Linked DNA regions of Mus musculus: region 1 is linked to region 2. Evidence: chromatin contacts called from public Hi-C data. All regions are on one chromosome and are shown on one strand. The core of a region is the stretch at or near the end of the contact, and the rest is flanking DNA. Distances in the headings are between cores, read along the strand shown. Region 1 has its middle 48 kb from the start of Tmem106b. Region 2 overlaps Thsd7a (thrombospondin, type I, domain containing 7A).

What was found. A called contact is a pair of places that touch in the nucleus more often than the background predicts.
Region 1: a contact with region 2 is called in a Hi-C map of the N1E-115 cell line, with 6 times the contacts expected there. The contact joins two enhancer-like sites. A contact is called at or near these places in 1 of 484 Hi-C or Micro-C datasets (the N1E-115 cell line) and 1 of 9 other capture datasets (adipose tissue).

Annotation. Positions count from the first base shown.
Region 1 is chr6:13,020,427-13,023,839 of GRCm38.p6, forward strand. No RefSeq gene overlaps it. Among named protein-coding and RNA genes, the nearest start is that of Tmem106b, 48 kb to the right of the region's middle. Within about 2 kb of position 1,260, at least 26 of the 459 cell types and tissues checked have an H3K27ac peak or open chromatin away from gene starts, as enhancers often do. A contact at or near this core is called in the N1E-115 cell line, where this site is marked.
Region 2 is chr6:12,558,507-12,562,314 of GRCm38.p6, forward strand. All of the region lies in intron 1 of Thsd7a (thrombospondin, type I, domain containing 7A), which reads right to left. Among named protein-coding and RNA genes, the nearest start is that of Gm38583, 120 kb to the left of the region's middle. Within about 2 kb of position 2,190, at least 2 of the 459 cell types and tissues checked have an H3K27ac peak or open chromatin away from gene starts, as enhancers often do. A contact at or near this core is called in the N1E-115 cell line, where this site is marked.

The DNA of each region.
Region 1 (3,413 bases), core at 10-2,509, 460 kb after region 2:
ACTGTCATTAACTCCAGTTTCAGTATGTGTGTGCACATGTAAGTGTGAGTGTTTCTGGAGTGTAAAAGAGTGTATCAGGTGCCCTGAAAACACAGAAAGAAGGGGACGGGGGGGAGTGGGAAAGGGAGAAGGAGAGACAGAGACAGAGAATGAAAATAAATCTAAAACACATGTGTTTTTATTCTTTCATTGACTATACTTTCATTTAGACCCAATGCTTTGGAAATATAATATCTTCATAGCACTAAAATATTTTTTTTTGCTTGTTTTTGTGGATTTTTGCTCTCCTCTCTGCTTGCCTGATTTTCTAAGAATGTCTGACTACACTGCCCAGGCTGTGATTTTATCCTGCAGAGCCTCCTGAGTGCTGGGATTCTAAGTGTGTGCTCTCCCTCTTGGTTTTGTACTCTTACAAAGTTTATTACTAGCTCTGGTACTTCTATAAGTAAAATAAACTCTCCACATTCTAACGGTTATTATTTTAGCCATTTCTAAGCCTGTCCTGCACTGTCACATAAGCTGCATAACCCAGGTCCCTTTGTGTTCACATCTGAGGTGAAACAAGTCACAAAGAAAGCAACTTACCTACATTCATAGTTGAAACCCGTTATTTTGGAATCTTTCTAGAAAAGACATTCCCAACACAATACTTATTAAAATTCAGGTTTTCAGAGATACCGGAGTGCATTGCTAGGTTTTATTAAATATTTAATGCCACCTGGCATCTGGCCCTATTCTGCCTTCACCTTTTTCTGTCATGAAGAAAAGTTTTAAATGAATTGTCCTCATTAAACAAGAGAGGGTTCTCACCGAAGTTCTTGAATTTTCTGCCAGTTAATCTCCACAATCATTATTTTTAAGTTTCCAAACATATATTTCTTGCTTAAAAAACAAAGAGTGAGCATGTGGTCAGAAAGTAAAATAACTTATTCTCCAAGCATTTTAACGGGGAGTGTAATGTCAGGCCTGTAATGCTATTAAACAGAGGCCAGCGCCTGTTCACAGGGGATCTGCTCTGGGTGACGCAATCCATCATGCTGCCATTGTTTGACAGTCACAGAGGAGGAGGAAGACCTAAAAACAGCAGATGAACATTTTTTTACCAAATGCACAGCCATTTGCAGAAAACCCCATTCGGTGCATTTTCCCTGTGTCATTCCACATGTTAGAATAAAAGGGAGATTATTTTCCATAGTGATTATATCATCTGCAGTATGTGGTATTTCTGAAGTAGAGTGGGATGATGCACTAATGATTTGAATCCCGTCACTCTCCCTGCCTCTTCCTGTCTGAGTCAGTGCTCTGCTGCCAGACAAGTGTGTAGCTCAGATGATTGATAACAAAATCCACAACCTTTCACCTTCAAGTCACTGGTTTGAAATGAAGCTTGTTGAACAAGGGGAGACATTTCTTTCCATTGGCAGCTCATCACAAGCTGCATGGAATGAATGAGTGGTCTCTATGGCAGCTCATCACAAGCTGCATGGAATGAATGACTGGTCTCTGTTTGCTTACTGGACCTGAAATGATAGCTACTTGCACTAAGAAACACATTGTGCCATGAGTTGAGCCTCAGCTTTTATACTAATGTTCTACATACTGACTGTAAAGCTAAGACATGGAATTAGATCAACATTAGGCTGGAACTTTTCTGCATGAGACTAACTTATTTTTATTGTTTTCAATCATATATCATTAGTACTGTAGATATTTAATAATTAAGACAAAAATTGGTAACAAAAGTAAATATGATATTTAGTCTTCACCTTTTTAGTGCTCAAGACCTGGTATTAAACAATTGGAAATTCTAAAATTGTTATTAATTTTAACTTGAAAATTAATGTTTTAAAGGTAAATACAAATTTAATTTTTAATATTTTGTTTCATTTTATGTGTATGGATGTTTTGTCTACATGTAAGTCTACACACTGCACATGTGCAGTGCTTTCAGAGACCAGAAGAGGGAATCATAGCCTCTTGGACTGGAGTTACAAACCACTGTGAGTTGCCATATTGGTGCTGGGACTGGAACCTGGGTCCTCTGAAATGACAACTAGTACTCTTCCCTGCTGAGCCATCTTGCCAAACCCTGAGAAGGTATATTTTGAAGATAGTCTGAAATATATATCTTCATGTGCTCAAATGACATGGGTTCTAGTGGGTGAGTGGTTCAAAATAATTGTACAAATTGGGGTTCTACCTTCCCAAAAACAATTACAATACATAAGGTAGAAAAAGAAATAATTGTATAGATAGTTTAAATATATATGCTATTGGAAGTAGCCTCCTTTATTTAAAATATAAAGAAAATCTAAAAAAAGATTAGCATCAGCATCAGGACTACTGACAAACATTCCAATTGTCCTTTCTGTCAGGATCTCGAGTTCCATACTCCCAGGGGTTCGGCAGTTTCCTCGCTGCTGTGGTAAAATGGAGACCTGACAAAAAGGGCATGAGGGAGCAGAGACTTATTCTAACTCACAGTCTGGAAGTTGTGGAGCATCAGGGTGGGAAAAGATGGCAGTTTGAGGGTCATGGCCTGTAGAGAGAAGATGGTCAGATCACAGTGGAATGGGAAAACCCACAACTACCCACAACAGAACCACCAACTGGGGTACACCTTCAAACACATGACCTATGGTGGACATTTCATATTCAGTCCATAATCTCCTCTCTTACCTTTTGCCCTATCTCCTGGCACTACTTAAGATAGAAATCTAAGTCTAACTTGCTTTTTGTAATAAAGTGTAGCTGGAGAGGGTACACATCATTCCTTCGGTTGTTACTCTAAGCCCAAGAACAGAAATCAACCTTGTACAGACTCCCCCTGCTCCAAACTCTTGTTCCCAGTACCAACTTAATTTATCATAAACAGTACTTTTTTGATATTTTTCACATGAGACTTAGGGAATGTTCATTCATTTTGAGATACCTCCTTCACAAAAATAACACCAAGAGCAAAAGTTGGGTCTGGAGACTCAACAGTGGACAGCATAAGAAAGGACAGGACAAGGTTCAAGTGTCAGAGAACTAGGAAGAAGGAAGTAAGAAGAAGGAAAATCCAGATCTGCCCTTGTGTCATTTGCTTCCAGGCTACTCAGATGAGAGTTAAGAGAACTGACTTCACAGGGACTTTTTTTTAGAACACTAAAAATTCTATGTGATGCACAGCCAGTGACCCACACCCCTGTCCTGAGGCAGGCTCTGGTTTGTTTACTGACTCTCTGTAGTGTTCATTTATCCTGGGGAAGAAAGGAAAGTTGTATCAAAGACAAGAGAATCCACTTTATTTTTACTAGAATATTAACACAAGGCATATTTTTTTTATCCATACAATTCAAACTACCTGTTGTGAGTAATATTTACATGTCCATAAACACTAAAAACACTGAAACTTGATTCAATAACCAACT
Region 2 (3,808 bases), core at 940-3,439:
AGAAAATATCCATAGAGTTGAGTATAAAGACTGATTAATTGGCTTTACACTCCTTTTCATTAAGAGACATGAATAAAAATTGATTCCCCCCAGATAGGGCACCGATGAAAGACCAGAAAAATGGTTCCACCCAAGGCTAGTTTGGTGAACTAGTTCACTGGAGTTACTAACAGAAGTGTACGTGGACGACCCACAAACAGCTTCATCACTACAAAGCTCACTCAACTACATCCCTAGAGTTCTCTGCCCACCTTGCAGACTGCTCCTTAAATAAGTGGGTTTCTGCTTGCTAGCTGTCATTTACAGCTCACATAATACTGGGCATGAGCAATATGGTCCTAGAGCCGAATAATAATAGTAAGTTTTCTCCAAGGCCCATTATCTATCTAGTTTCAGGTTCTTAGCCACATTAGCAGTGTCAGGTAGTTATTCTGTCTCGTGGAATTCTAATTAGAAAGAGGGTTAGTTATTTCAATAATATTTGAATACTATTATTCTGCCAAAGGGCCATAGCAACAGCCATCATTAGAGAAGCTGCTTCTTGCAGTGGATGACCCAGAACTACACAAGGTTAAACAGGTGAGAGAATTTGAAGCACAAAGTTCTAAACTGGATGATTGGATGTCTTCTGCAAGCTCTCCTCTCAAGGTTTAGGGTTAATGTGGAAGAGAAAGACTATAGTAGCCAGAAGGGATGGATGGCTCCAAGGCAACAGCATTCTCCAGGCACAACAGAACTGATACTCATATGAGCTTACAAAGAGGTTGCCAGTATGCATAAGGGGTCCTAGCACAGAGTAAGTAAACCCAGGCTCCCACCCATAAGAAGCTATCTACAATTGATACCCAATGGCAAGGGCAAAGTCAGGTTTCTCCAATGGAGTCTCACTGTATTTGTAAAACACACCTTAGGTTAAACCTAGGGTCATGAGGAGTTGATCAACTCAAAATGGCCTAGATGGTCTTTTACAGTTTTTACCTTATTTTGTTTTGTTTGGACATTTCCTGTTTAGTAGATTTTTGATTACTTATTTTGATTTTGTGTGTGTGTGTTTCTGTGGGGGTGGGTTGTATGTATGCCTCTTGGTTTGGTTTTTGTTTGTGTCTTGTTGAGTGAGAGAAACAGTGAGTGAGAGGGAGATAGAGAAAGAGAGAGAATGTAAAGATGGGTAAGTAGGTGGTGGGGAAGATGTGAGATGGGAAAATATTATTCAAATTTATTATATTAATTATTTTTAATGAAAAAGCTTTTAAAACAATGAGCAGCAGTTCTGTAAGCATTATGACTTTCTGAACTTTTAGATCAAGGTTCATTACTTTCCTGAGTTGTATGTTCCCTCTATCGCTCAGGAGTGAATGTTTCAACTCATAAGAGATATCTACACAACAGTCAATGAAAATAAGTTATTGAACAATGGAATTTTAAAATTTCCTAGGTGATGCTTTGATGCACAGAAACATATGACATCATTTATTGTGACTCTAACTTACTAGAAAGGTAAGAACATTTTTGTTTAATGTTCTTCTGTTAAATTCTTAATTAAAAATTCCCATTGTATATATTTATTGTACATGGTCCTGTGGTACATAAGGACACGCATATAAGCATATAATGTGTCTTTGATTTTATTTTTGCATGTATTTAATATCATACATATATGTGGACCATCTTTCACATATGCTTGATTATATTTATGAATATAAACTTTGCACTGGCATTAATTTAATGGATGACTAGTTGTATTTCATGGTTTGTATTTCTTTTTCAAGATATTTCAATCACTAAACAAAAGGACATTATGAAGGTAAATATGGTTCACATGCAGTATAGATTCTGACTAAGTGACTCCTCAGAGATAACACTGTTCAGTAGTACACACTCTCTCTGAGAACTAGATGATAGCATATTCCATGATAATGCAACAGAGACCTATAATGAACCTAAAGAAAAACATGCATGAGGGTAAATGCAAAGAACAGAAGTGGCAATACAATCATTACTAAAATAACTCATCCACCTTGCAGGCTCTAACTGCTGTCTTATCTTTTCATTGCACCTTGGGTTTTGCATTGTGTCCAATTAAGTACTCTCATGAATGATCAGATTTTCACCACACTACACCCAATGAATGTCTGTCTACTTATGCCCTCCAAGCAGTCTTGAAATAATCGCACACTGCGTAGAATGAAGACCACATCTAAAATTGCTCTTGACAACCAAGCATAGTTAACCCAATTAGCTACTGTTTCTAAGAGCACACATGGTTTAAAATACAGCTTGAAAACAAAGTATGCAAATTCTATTAAGGGAAACAGAAAGTTCACTGCCAAGCATGATGTGAGGCAGTGACACATAGCATCAAGTATCTCTGCATAAAGGTTAAGAGTTAGCCCACAGCTAACATTACCATGAGTGAGAAGACATAGAGATGGGCTACGGTTTGTATGTGCTTTCTAACAAGAGCAAGAAGAATTTCCCATGGGTTGAAACCTTCTTCATTTCTCTTTGTTCATGATAATTTAGAGGAAGTTGGAATCTAATTGGACAAATGAATAATAAACAGCTTTCTCCTTTAAGGCATGGATGCTTTATGAATAGAAATGTCTCCCCGTGTATAGGTTTGTAGGACTGTGTTTATTCACTGTCGTGCAAAAATCTGTCTAGGATGTAGGTCAATAAATATGTGTAAAAAAACTGAGCTTGACAGATTTTATGCAAATGTGGAGAGAAACATTACTTGTCTTATTTTACCAAAAATAAGTTAAAGCAACTTTTTGTAGTCCCAAAGCCTTTATTCATTAATACAATTATAAAACAAATATTTCTAAGTAGAATGCATGTAAAATTAAGTAACACTGAGACAAAAAAAAACATTATGTGAATGGTATTTGGCTTGGTTTCCATGTAGCTAGTGTATAAAATGCAGCTGTATACCAACTTTGAAAAAATTCAGAAAAATATAGATTATTTTACGTTACCGGAGAGAATTTTATAATGCATCTTCTTCCTGTAACTCAAATTTCTCTGTTTCCCTGACAAAAGATGAATTACGGAATGCAGAATTAGCAGTTGCCTCAGCACGCTCAACACACTCTTCTTCTAAGACTGTTGATTTTATATGTCAAGGGCGTTAGACCAGGCTGAGTCCATAAAAATCATGTTGCTGACAGGTGGCCAGCACCTATGTAAAGAGCCTTATAAAAGATAAACACTATTAAATGAACACAAGAACATTATGCAAACTACTCTCCATTCGTGTTTGCTATAAAACTCTTAAATGAGGCAGGTTCTTATTTGGCTAAATATATCTGCATCTTTCAAATGAGACAATATGTTTTCCTCCTGAAGGTGATCCAAGACCAGCATGTCCTGCTTAGCACAAGGTCAAAGAGCATTTCCTGAGCTTTGTTATGCATGGATTCCCATGTCTTGTTTGCTATGAAATATTATGTTCTAAAATTTATAGACAGCAAAAGTGTATCCATTTGGTTTTTACTAAAGCAGAATGTGTAAAAAGTATATGGAATTGCTGCTAAATAGAGAATGTCTTCTCAGTCGTAAATAACTTCATATGTTGTTGTCAACCTACTGGGCAATTATATACATCCCCATATCTATACAGGATTAGGACAAATTTGTTTCATAATCATCATTTACATCTCATAATATTATAGAAAATAATTTCATTTCTCTATTTGCCCACAGATTTAACTACTCACAGTCACTTAATCTGCTTTTCCATGTTTATACCTAACCTATGCTTATATAATACTTTGCTCCTTCACTGTGTCATGGCTCCATTTATCAA